Regions from separate parts of the Zea mays genome. Here region 1 is linked to region 2. The links are chromatin contacts, called in public Hi-C maps. All regions are on one chromosome and are shown on one strand. The core of a region is the stretch at or near the end of the contact, and the rest is flanking DNA. Distances in the headings are between cores, read along the strand shown.

The links. Hi-C and Micro-C count contacts between places; a contact is called where the count stands out from the background.
Region 1: a contact with region 2 is called in a Hi-C map of tassel, with 2.3 times the contacts expected there. The contact joins the enhancer-like site here to the promoter of LOC103650339 in region 2. A contact is called at or near these places in 2 of 25 Hi-C or Micro-C datasets (ear and tassel).

The regions. Positions count from the first base shown.
Region 1 is chr3:101,901,043-101,907,689 of Zm-B73-REFERENCE-NAM-5.0, forward strand. No RefSeq gene overlaps it. Among protein-coding and RNA genes, the nearest start is that of LOC103652077, 90 kb to the left of the region's middle. Within about 2 kb of position 4,894, at least 16 of the 20 cell types and tissues checked have an H3K27ac peak or open chromatin away from gene starts, as enhancers often do. A contact at or near this core is called in ear and tassel, where this site is marked.
Region 2 is chr3:101,762,627-101,769,091 of Zm-B73-REFERENCE-NAM-5.0, forward strand. LOC103650339 reads right to left here and starts at 2,954. Exons shown (of 2, transcript NM_001374176.1): 1 at 2,608-2,954; 2 at 1,988-2,506. The coding sequence starts at 2,907. The coding sequence ends at 2,177.

The DNA of each region.
Region 1 (6,647 bases), core at 3,644-6,143, 140 kb after region 2:
TTAACGCCCTTCGTCCTTCTTAACATTATTTTCCTTAGGATATAATGATTTTCAGACGAAGGTCATGAAGGACATACCTTCATCATCGCAGTAAATGTTAATAAAAGGAGAAGCATATGAAATGTAAGAGATAACATGAGGCAATTAAATAGCGTTGTCAACTCATTCCCATCTTATTATCATGGAAAAATAGAAATAATATTGAATTACAAATGTACCTTCGGCTTGACAGAAGGTAAAAGTACAAGCGTGACGCATGAGCAGGTACAACTCAGCGTGAACAGTACGGGGGTACTGTTCATCTATTTATAGGCACAGGACACAGCCTGTGAGAAATTACATCCATGCCCTTTACATTTATTATTGACTTATATACAAATCTATGGGGACTAAACAGCCTTTTCCCCTTTAAGTAGGTTCCTTTTTCCGCCATTTAGTCGAAGCTCCCCTGCGTGTAGCTTCGGAGCAATTTTAACCTTCGTCACGGTCATGTTCTTCTCATCGTGTATGCTTTTATCCTGAGTGCGAAGGTACCTGTCCATAAGCCATGCTTGGAAGACATTGTTAAATTACGTTTTTGAGGACCTTCGGAGGACGAAGTCCCCCAACAATGGTAATATCAGAATTATTTTGTAGCTTCTAATGATCTATCCTAGCATCAACACTTAGACCTTTTAACTCATTATTGGGAGAGAGGGACAAGGTTCTAAAGTTGTATCTGTTCAACTTTTTTTGGCACCATGTCACCATGTCACCATGATTTTTTGCAATCCTATTTATGTTTATCTTACATTTTGGAACTAGTTGATGAAGTTTAGATAATATTGAGAATACAACCTATTGCATCTACTATATAAGCTTATTTCTCTCAGTTGCTACTAGTTTCTTTCATCATCCAACTACAACACATTCAATTTGTGTTATTCCAAATACATCGTATGGTGTATGTATATCTGATCAATATTATTTTTCGAGTCCTAAATTTACTATCACACTTCTCATACGAGTGTTCTTTCACCAGTTGGTACTCTTACACCTTATTCCTTTCTTATTTTTGTATTCTAAAGTCATTGTTAGGTAGGGAATATGTCACATTTTTTTGATATCTTTTGCACTCCATTCTATTTTAAGTTTTTAACCATTGACTTTTATGTTAACCTCATTGCAGCCTTTGCAGGCACTTCCTATATTTCTTGATAGGATGTTTCATCATGTTCTTGTTGTAATATTGTCAGTGACATTTATTCTTGCCTTTGGAGAGGTATTCATCTAATGTCTAAAATTTACTATTTGCTCATTGTGTGGTTTGACTGATAGTGATTGTGTGGGAATCTCATACTTCCCCGTGCTCTTCGCAAGGATCATGTCTCAGCTCAGACTAGGGCTCATGTCGATTGGCCTATTGTAGCAGCACATGCATTTCAGGAGACATTGAAAGTATAAAGAGGTCGATGGAAGAAAATAATAACCACCTTCATCAACTATTAAGCTTCAATCGAGGCCTAGTGTGTCCATCTTAAGTGCGATTGACCACTATAGGACCTGCAATCTTATGGCTGCTATAGTAGCTAGTTACAATATGCTTAATATTTAGTACTTTGAGTTGAAGTTATAGGATTTTCTTTGTAATTGAAGTTAAAGGATTTGTAGATATATGTTTTGACGTTATATGATTCTCTGATGGATGAAATATTTGTGTTCGACATATTAATATGATATTTTGGTTGTGATGTGTAATATTCCATGATGATATGAATTCATACGATGTGATGACGATTATATCTATCACAAATGCTTCGCCATGTCACTTGCCACGTTAGCGGCCACTGCCTCTCAATTTACGACGAAATTCTTCGTCACAACAATTTTTCCACGTGATCAAATCTATGACAAATATTTCTGTCATAAAGGTTTTGCCATGTCACATCCCACGTCATCACCATTAGCCATGTGGCAATTCATGTCAGTATGAATTGTGACGTTTTCAGAGTGCCTTATGACAAAATAGAGTGTCATAGATTTAGTGACGAATCTAATGTACGTCATAAAATCAATGACAATTTTTTGATGAACGTCATTGTAGTCTATTTAACACGCACCTTCTGTGACGATGACCTTTTCGTCACAATAATGTTACCAAAATACAATCTATGACAAATAAACACTAGTTAGTGACATAATCACAATGTCACAGAAGGCCTAAAAGGTTGTAGTGATGCTCCTTCCAATGTCAAACCTAAAAGGAAGAAACAATTGATGAAATGGTTGAAAAACTTAAAGTTCCCAGATGGTTACACCGCGGGCTTTAGAAGGTATGTGAATTTGAAGACAGGCAAGTTTTTCGGGTTGAAGAGTCATGACTACCACATAATAATGGAAAGACTCCTTCCTGTTATGTTTCGTGGTTTTGTAAAAAAGATGTGTGGAAAGCATTAGCGGAGCTAAGCTACTTTTATAGACATCTTTATGCTAAAGAAATAAAGAAAGAGATGATGGAGAAGCTTGAGCAACAAATACCGGTTTTGGTATGCAAACTTGAAAAAATATTTCCTCTAGGTTTCTTTAATCCGATGCAACATCTACTTGTTCACCTACCAGATGAAGCTAATGTAGGTGGTCCTATGCAGTATAGATGGATGTATCACATCGAAAGGACACTAAAGAAGCTACGTGCAATGGTTGGTAATAAGAGATGAGTTGAAGGGTGCATTGCTGAAGAATTCAAATACAAAAAGATAGCATTGTTCACGGGCCTGTACTTTGCAGAGGAACACAATGTCAATGCCCCTGCGTTGCGGTATCATGTCGACGAGCCCCCTATCAGTGATCTTGAAAATTTTCAATGGAGGGGCAAAACTGTAGGACCCAGCACAGCATACTGTTTTACCAATGACGAATGGAAGACTGCTTTACTCTACATGTATAACAACATGGAAGAGATGAGTCAGTTTCTCCTATAAGTGTAAACTTAATTTTTAGTCATTGTCGCTATCCTTGTTTTTCTTATCCTAAAATGTTTGTTTCCTTGTACTAACAGTGAATTTGATTCTCAAAATTAGATGTCTGGTCGTGAACGTGATCAGATTCATCGAGAGGGAAAAGATGGGGGACCTAATTTCTTGTGTTGGTTTGGAGATTATGTAGATATAAATGAAAATATACACCCGGACCTTCGACAATTGTCCCTAGGAGTAGTATCTGTCAGACGTTATGGTCGGTATGATGTCAATGGTTTTCGTTTCCGTTCCACAAGGTTCAAAGATGCTCATTCTCTAGTAGCCACAACAAATTCCGGAGTTGTAACTAGAGCTGTCGATGATGAGGTGTAACACCCAAAATTCTACTTTAGAAATTATAAGTAAAAATGTCCCAAAATGAATATTTCCTAAAATAAAAGATACATAGATATTAAATTATTTTTGGATTGGAATATACATAGAAGAATTATGAGTTAAACTTTTCTTTTGGGATAAAATAATAGGAGAAATTCTCTAGATAGGTCGAGATAAAACTACCCTTTAGTATAAAATTATGTAATAGTAGATGAGACATATGATTTAAATATATAATAACAAGAAGATTTTTTATGTGTTTTAAAACAAGTGCGATATTCCTTTCATTAACTATGTAGTTTAAAATATTCATGAATAAACAAATACAATGAAAATAAATGAAATATTTATGCAAAAACATGTTCTGATGCATTTTCAAAATTTGAGGTAAACTTGAATCAAATTCAAATATGAAATATAAAAATAAAAAGGAATAAAGAAAAAGGAAAAGGAAAAAGCTTAACTTCGCTAGACAGACTTCCTCATCCCTTAGCCCAACTCGGCACACACCCACGCGGCCCAATCCACTAACGCCGAGACCGACAGCATGGGCCCGCTTGACAGTAGAACCACCGTGTCACTCTCCCTGATGGGTCGGGCCTGTTCATCAGAGAGCGAATTCACCCGTGCGTCCGCCCATGCACCTGCTTCTGTCGCGCGGACCCACCCGTCGGTCTCACTCGTGCTAGATCGATTGGTGCCGTCACCGGGCAGTGGGGAAGCCCTGTGATCCCTGCCGCAACCACCACGCTCAACAGATTCACGCGTGCGGTCGAGCGAGGCCGTGATTCTCGCGCGGATCCAGGATTTCGTTGCCGCCACCCTTGGACGACTCGCTAGCATCTATAGAAAACGTTTGGTTTGGTTTGAGGTCAAAGAAAACTCGAAGTTGGATCCCCCTCCTCCATCTATTCGCTGTGTGCAAGCTTCTGCCGCCACCGTGAGAGAGAGCGGAGAAGAGGACTACCGGCGAGGCCTCCTTGTGGTTTGGTCACCTACTCACCTCCAAGCCTTGTTGGTCGTGCCGTCCTGCTTGCCCAGGACCTGGGGAAGGGGTGTGTGACCATAGCACGGGAGTTTTGCCGTCGGGACCCTAGTGATTGCTGGTTGGAGTTGTTGCTCCGTCGCGGTCCCGCGTGTTGTCGTGGCTGGGGTTCGACGTTGTGTATTCACCGTTAATTGCTACCTCCATTCATTCGTCCTACTTCGTATTGTGTATTGCATATGTCCGTCCGTGAATACATGCACCACTGGCACCTATGCACATCACGTTGGCGAGCTCGGGGCGGTGCCTTATTTCTTCCTCCGTGCCGCGCTGTCGGAGGTAGATGAAAGGACGACAGCCGTTGGACGTGTGACAAACGGCCCGAATTAGCCTAAGATGCAGCTCAGGAGCGATTGGTCGGGGCCCTCGAATCAACATCTGATGGTTCTGAATAGATGGGTACTCACTAAATCGTGTCCGTTGATTTCGAATCCGAAGGGCAGCGACGCGTACCGGTTCGACAAAAGTGGGGGATATATTTGGGCCATTGATCGCGGATCCTGTGGCCCCTGTTGCATACTGGTTCGATGTGTGAGTTAGATTTAATCCGAGCCCTTCATTGCAGATCGATTGGCTGAGATCCATCCATACCCTTTCGGCCAGCCCGTTTTGCGTATGAGCCCTTGGACTTTACATAAATCAACCCACCGTCTGGTCAGGTGTAGATTAATTGCGGTTGTGCCCTGGAATTTTATAAAACACACCCTGTGTTCTCGGGTTTTTGTATCCATTACCCAAATATATCCCCAGGCTTATTAAATAAGCCAAAAAATGATTTCTTAGTATGAAAATAATTCGAGAAACTTGTTTAATTCATATGTAATTAATTTTAACTCCTTTTTGATCCATTCCAGTTGCATTAAATTCGCATTAATATTGTTTATTATCTAGTGACATTATTTTGTCATGAAACATAGGTTAAAAATTATGCACTTAATTTGTTCTATATCTAACACCTAAATCTTCAGAGAATCATAACTCTTTAACCGTAACTCTGAATTTAGTAATTCTCGAACCTACGATCTCGTTATGATACATAGAACATTATTATACAATTTGTTCTTATGTTTGGTGTGATGTTAGTTTTGCCTATACCATGTCTGTTTGTATTGCTACGAGTAGCAACGAGGTTACGAGTCGCTTGAAGACCAAGTGGTGAAGTATTTGGGAATCTCGAGTCTAAGGCAAGTTGTGCCCTTGATCACTTTTCTCTACCTAATAATGTTCCTATTAATCACTGTGACATGCTCAGGTTAATTTTGATGGGACCTACTAGGTTTCCCTAGTATTGTTTATCCCACACCTTGCTTACCATTAAACTTTTGGGTAGTATATGCTATTGCTCTACGTGGTTTTGGGATTAATGTTACATTTGAATTATGATCATGTTCCAATTTTGCTATTGTTTTAATTAATGTTGTTCATGACAACATCATTGTGTTAATTGGAACATGGAGCTTAACTTGAGATAACCGTGCTACCACAAGGGTGGAATGGGACGTCCTTGGCTGACTAATTAGGAAAGTTAGTGGAGGACTACCTTAACAGAAAGGGGCAAGGCCGGTAGAGGAGCTGCGTATAGGGAGGTTCTCGGGTCGATCATGCTGCGATGGCTTTTTCGACGCGGAATTCCTATATTCCTCTTCTCAGAAACCATAGCGGGTTTTCTGAAGCTAGTAGAACTTTGTAAATGCCTCGTAGTGGATCCCTAGCCATTCACCTCGAAAGTGTCTAAGGGCCATGCATGTAACACCCAGGTGTTACTTAGGGATTTCACTCAAGCCTACACTATTGAACCCATCATCACATGTGGTTTAGTTTGAGCAAAAGACACCAAACTTGGGGATCAAGATCCTAAGAAGGTGTAACCCATCTTAGAAGTCATGCCTTGGCCTTATCATGCACCTAAAGAGGAGAGAAGGGCTCAAACCCTAATTCAACTTCCTTAGGCAAATGGAGCCCTAGAGGGGAGTATAGCAAAAAGGCAATGTAAACCACATTATCATGACTTGGGCTAATTATAAAAGTTGTAGTACACTTAATACCCTACAAATATTAGTAAGAGAGTGACCCCAAAAAGAATTCAGAAAAACCCTAAAAAGGTCACCAAAGAGAAGGACATAAAAGAAAAATCAGACTTTTCTCACTTTCAAAACCAACCCTCTTTCAAAGATCAAACATGTTCACCTTTTTCCAAACCTCAAAACTGTGGGGCCCAAATAACAAAATGGCGCCTAAAGACCTCTAGAACACCCTGGAAAAATTTGAAC
Region 2 (6,465 bases), core at 1,704-4,203:
ATTCAATTGGCTGGGCCGACAAGCTATGTTAACATTCAAGGATGCTAGAACATGACATAGAGGGGAAGGAACGAACCTGGGAACGGTTGGTCACAGCTGGGTGCCTCACAGCGGCGTAAATGACCACGATGGGGAAAAACTGGAATTGGTGAGCTCCGGTGGGTAATTGGAAGCGAGGAAGGGTGCGCTAAGCGTGTAACTAGAAGGCGGATCAGGGAGAGCCTTTAATTTGTAGTAGCTACGTGAGTGCTTTCGGGAATTTGGGATGAAAGGATCTCACGGACGGAAGGGAGGTGAGTCACCGGAGGGCAACTGTCGTGGCGCTCGGTGAGGTAAGGCCCCTGGCGGTAAATGGGCTGTCCACAGCGACCTATTGCGACGTGGTAACTTCTCCAAGCATGTCGCATCCTCGAGGCGAGCGGAGGATGCCAACGAGGACATTCCGGCCGGTCGCAAAACAAGTGGTTACGGTGGCTAGCTCACAAACTTATCCGTAGTCGCAATCTTTTCACTTGATCGGTAATATTCGTGTTGATCCGTGCACGAATTTTCACGGCAAGCTCGAATCGTGGCGCCCGTTCACCGGCGGCGAGGTACACTGCACCAGAATCTTCTTCAGTGTACTATACCATGGCAATGTTAATTCAGCGCGCCTGACAGGGCCATTTGAGAGTCATTTCTCTTCGACTTTCGTTCAACAACCTACCAAGCCGACCATAGCAAAGTTGTTGTCCATCATGTCTGCTTTAAATTTGTTATAGGGTTCTTGTTCATACCTCCACTCGATCAAGCACAATTCAGCTCTCAAGTTGATCTAATGCCACTGTCAGTCTAACCTTCAGGCCAAACCCCGACTGATAGCCCAACTTCCAGGCCATTTTGCTCCAATTTTTGTACAACTCTAGGGCTCACTCCCTTAATCAAACTTGGACTACTTTAATAGCTCTACAAATTTGTTGTAGTGCCCCATTGCAAAATCCCCACGGATCAAAATTCATCACAATATCACTATTTTTCAGAGTTAAGCATTTAGGTGCCTTTGGGACCTTTTTGCAATTTTCTCCAATTTGTTCCATAAATCATGGAAATCTCCAAATATAAAAGTTGCCTAGTTTTTGTTACTCCACTACTTTGATATATGCACTTTGGTCCAAAAGTGCATAAAAATTGGAGTCACCTCATAAGGCACTAATTAGGGTTTCTAGGGTCCTTATTAGGGTTTGAGTGTTCTAGGGTTTATGTACCACTCCAACACTCTAAGTTTAGTCTCTTTTGAACATCTTCACTAACCTTTGAGTTCATAATCAAATTGCTATCTCACACACCCACATGCTTCTAGTCCTTGGGTAAGCACCCTACCCTATGGTTAAGGATCAATTCAAGGCATCACATCACAACTTTTTTTTTATTTTTTACCTAGTGGATGCACTTTAGGTATATCATACATAATGAAATGCTAGTGCAAATGATGTCATGCAAAAGTTTTAGTTTTGGTAACACCAAGGGTGTTACACAAAGGTAATCTCTTTGCCGAGTGTCACCTACAACACTCGGCAAAGGCACCTTCTCCGTTACCAGTCGTCGTGACAGCGGCTTGTCTTTGCCGAGTACCGAGTGACACTCGGCAAAGTCTTTGTCGAGTGCCCGATAAAAAGTACTCGACAAAGAAGCCGTTGACGATGTACAGTTCGCCGATCTCTCTTTGCCAAGTGTCATACTCGGCAAAGCCTTCGCTGAGTGTTTTTCAGACACTCGGCAAAGAGCCCGATTCCGGTAGTGGTAGCGTGTTGCCGGTACTTGACCTCGACACCAAACACTAGAAGTGTACTAACTGACAATGCTCTCTACGACGTATGGACGGTCTACAGCATGAGGCCGGATGATCCTTGACCCTGATGCAGGAGTGGGTCTCCTCTGCTCATTTGCGATGGAAATTCGGTGGCCGGGGAAAGGATACTCCCACTCCTAGTGCGATGAACAACAAAGGAAATAAAGTAGATTTGATTGATTTGTTTGATTCGTGCAACCGACCGTACCCCTTTTTATATGCATGCATGATTTCACATTCATACACCCATTACCCAGGTAATAGTAATACTAACCCATGCACCACACAACTCAACTATGGTTTCCTCCTTTCTACAAGCTTCTGCCAGTGGAGCGCGCGTGCATGCGCCTAATGGAGAAGGCTGAGGGTCTCCAGCGGCTTGACGGCGGCACCGAGCCTCGGATAGGCAGGCGGCACAACAGAAGGTGGCAGCGGCTGCACGAACTTGCAGTTGGGGCAGGACGGGGAGGACATGCAGAGCATGACTAGGAGGTGACAGTTGGCGCACGGCACGGCCACCATGTTGCCTCCAGAGAACAAGGTGCCAGCGGGTTTCCCTGGCTCATCCTCGTCGGGAGCTGTGGAGATGTTGAGGTCCACGTTATTCAGGCTCTGCTCCCGGGGTCGAACCCAGCTCTTCTTCAGCGTCTTCCTGTTCAGGTAATACATCCTCCCAGACTGCATGCCAAAAAACAAAAAATACACAATGATGAGAGACAATTAATCATGGCAGGACACTTGTAGGTGATATTTTACTCACAGAGAGTATTGGTACTCACTTGGAGGTCGAGGCACTGTTCCCAGTCGAGAGGCAGGGGGTGGTTGAGCTGGAGATCCAGGCTCGCGGGCGGCTGCTGATGCACCTCCCAGTCCCAGCTGGCCGCCGTATAGTTCTTCCTCTTCTTCCGGGGGCTTCCATGAGACTCGATCGAGGAGCTCTTGGCTGCCAGGCCACCACCGGTTGCCAAGCCCGGCCACACTGGGCCGAGCGACAGCTCCGGCTGCAGCTCTATCAGTCTCCGGCTCCGGGCGGCCTCGTCCTGGTGGAACTTCTTCACCCTGAGGAACTCGGTGGTCATGGCCGGTCGTGGCTGGCCACCACCACACCACGGGTCTATTTATATACGTACATACCAATATATAGCTAGCTAGGAGGAGGAGAGAACTGACAATTGCTGGACTAGAGGGGTAGTAGCACAGCACTGTAGTTTTGATTGACGGGAGGGGTGATGCTCATGCTGAGAGTTCATGCAGGGGAGGGAGGAGGCTTCAATGGCCTTCATCCAACCCGCATTAACGGGAGGGCAGGCCGGCATTGAAGGTGGCGAGTAGCTAGCTAGAGTGACCTTAATAAATGTCGCAAATCTCCCCACGCACCTCCACCTACGTACATGTACACGTCATAATGCCAGCCCAGCCCAGCCCAGGAGAGCCACCTCAAAATCTCTCCTTGTAAGCTGTATGTAGACTGCTGGTAGGATTTGAAGCGCGATCAGCTGCAGCAGAAGCAGAAGCAGGTGCAGCAGGTGCAGCTGCATGGGCAGCAGCAGCGTGGCTGTAAACTGAGATGATGTTGGTGGTTCGTCTGTTCAGAAGGTGGGCACGCAGGAACTGTAACTGAGCTGGTTGGATTAATTGGAGGGTAGCACTAGATCCTGCTTGCACATCGTATACGAGTCACAATTTATCATGCATTACCTCTTGGTCTTGAAACAACAATGCACATAATCTAGTACTGTGCACGCAGGGTAGCTCCTGTCCATAGTGGAAACCGGTGGTGTACGTTGACCAGTTGGAGAAGATTGGAGCTGCGATGCGATGGCCATCCGTATCCGCCATCTCCAACAGTACCTATACACGTACTCTCCTGCTGCTGTCTGTGCTGGCCTCCAGCAGCTCTGCACGTCAGCATCACTGCGTAGGTAAATAATGGCTATGCGTGTGAGCTTGTCCGAGTTAGGAGTAGATGCAACTAGCAGGTCGGTGGTTCATAGACGACGCCACTTGAGTCAAGGAGCAGCATAGGAGAGAGAGAGAGTGGCAGAGCGCGCCCTCCGCCGTGTTATATCGAGCAAAGATGATTAGACAGAATTGATGGTGAGAAAATACTTTGTTATTCAATTTTAAATAACAATAACAAAGGATACCCGCTCTGATTCTTTTCTACCAAACTAGCTCTAAACCCCTCTTACTAAAAAAATGAATAGCAAGGTGCTCCCAAACAAGCGACAAAGATCAGTTTGAGACCAAGAAAATAGGAGGGGTTGAGTCGGCTAAAATCACTTTTAGATCTACTTTGGGAGCAAGGTAGGCTAAACCTAGGGATGGAAAATCCCCACGCATATAACTAACAGGGTGTTTGAATGCACCGGTGCAAACATAAAGTTGACTTATCACTTGCGATTCAAGTTGATCATAAGTGATTGTCAACGGGTAGCACTCTGGGGTAGTCAGAGGACTGACCAAAGTGTGAGATTATGTATGTGCAACCATATCGGTCGGCTTAAGGTGTATATATGTGGAGCACAGAGACGGTGGTCGACGACGAAGGTGAAGATTTTGCGGGTTCGTACCGATGGACCGAGAGCAGTAAAGGACGAGCACTGGGATTTGACCAAGGACCGGAGTCTTAGGGTGACCAGTCGTGGTGGCTGACATCTGGGACACGCACTCGCGCGGTCGAGGACTAGCGGGACACGTGTCTAGAACGTGGGGAGGCAGACGGGGTGCGATACTCACAGCGGTTTTGGTGGTTGAGCCTCAAAACCACCCAGCGCTATAGACGACGGGTTTTCGACTCGGCTTGGCCTTAAAACCCAGCGATGGCAGTTTTGGTGGAAACTGGAGGCGGCACGTGGTGTGATCACGGAGGGTACCTCAAGGCGAAACAACTTCGAGTGAAGTGCATGGCCATCAGACGAAAACTCCAGGAGTTTGTCCATTTCACACCCAGTGGAGTGGATAGACTTTATGTAAATAGGGTTAGATTAGGAAATAGAAATAACCCTCTATAAATAGAGATGAGCTCTGATTAGTTTAGTATCTCTTTGTCTTAGTTTCATTTGACTCTTATTTTAGAACTATAGATGGCCAATAAGCACGAGGCCCATGAGCCCGGCATGAAGCCCGTTGTTTGGGTCCGATCCGAGCCCGGCACGACCCGGTTCTATGCGGGTCCGAGCAGAAAACTAAGCACGGTGGGCTGGCCCGGCACGTCCTGTTTACCTCGAAGCCCGTCAAGCCTGCTTTTTTGCACTAAACCGTGCTTACCGGGACGGCCCGATCCGTTTAGGCTCGCTTCAGGCCGAGCTTGGACAAGGAAACGAGCCCGCGGGTTTAAATGGCCCGGCCTAGTTTTCTAACCGTGCCTGGCGGGCCGGGCCCAAAACAGGACGGGCTTCATCGGGCCCTGGCGGGGCTGGGCCGGGAGGCCCGTTTGGCCATCTCTATTTAGAACTCCTAGTTTTTGAAGCGTGCCAATCCTCTGGGACTCAAATGTGATACAATTACTAGTCCCAAGAGGCTAGTAAACACATTTATACATCAGATGATTCTAAATCTGCTTAAACGAGACAAACCTATAAAGGTGGCGAACAACTTTAAGAGTTGGTCCACAACTCGGGACATATCATCAGAGTGGGGCTGAAGCAGCCCGATATACGCAGCGAAGCAAATCAGCGGTCCAACAGCCACAGGCAAGGTTGGGAACAGTCGTAACTCTTACCCGATCTCATTTTTCTGAAAAACAACAAATAAGCAATGGTGAGTACAAACGTACTCAGCAGCCCACCTTCACCCGCGGAATGGGGAAATCAGATATAATGCATGGAATATGTGGAGCTCAGGATATTTTGCAGAAACAACAATATTTTATGCAGTGTTGTTTTGTAAAACATTTTGTATTTTGCAAAGCGCATCCTCTCCCAAAGGAGCAGGAAGTTTTTCAATATTAGCACAAAATACCCTGGACTAAACCATCCAGGTATCTCAACAGTTTCCCACTGGTTTTCATTTTCAAAAACAGCTACTGGACTTCCCGTCCACCATAGCTCACGGCTCAACCGCCGGACCTTTTAAAAACCACTTTTCTCAAGCGCACCTCTTTTTTTTAAAACAAAACATTAATTGCCATACCACACCAGACTCGTCCATTCCTGTGGACACAGACTATTCGAATAGGTTTGAACTATGCGTAGAGGGGTACACTTTACCCACTAGTCCGGCTCTGCGATCTAATGATCAATGAGATCCGAATCTCTTTCTTTCCCCGCACGTCCTAACCTTAACGGTTATACCGGAAGGAGTCAGGCCACCATCATGTCCAAACCGGACAAAACATTCCCCCTCCTTATCCTCCCGGTGCTCCCCAGCCTTCATAACCCTGGGGTTGGACTGTACGAGTTCAGATTGAGTGACTGCCCACACAGTCTCGAGTGGTTGTACTTATCATGAGTACATGTAGTGAAAGATGACAAACCAGTCCTTATATGAGGGGACAATCCTTGTGCTCACGCCTAAACCAGCTGAGCCTTCACCTTAGGCCCTCCCCTAAACCAGGGAGTCCCTGATCATCCCTACTCAAAGGTGATAAGGGTGAAAACCATTCATCATACACATTTTGAAAAGCATTTTCTTTT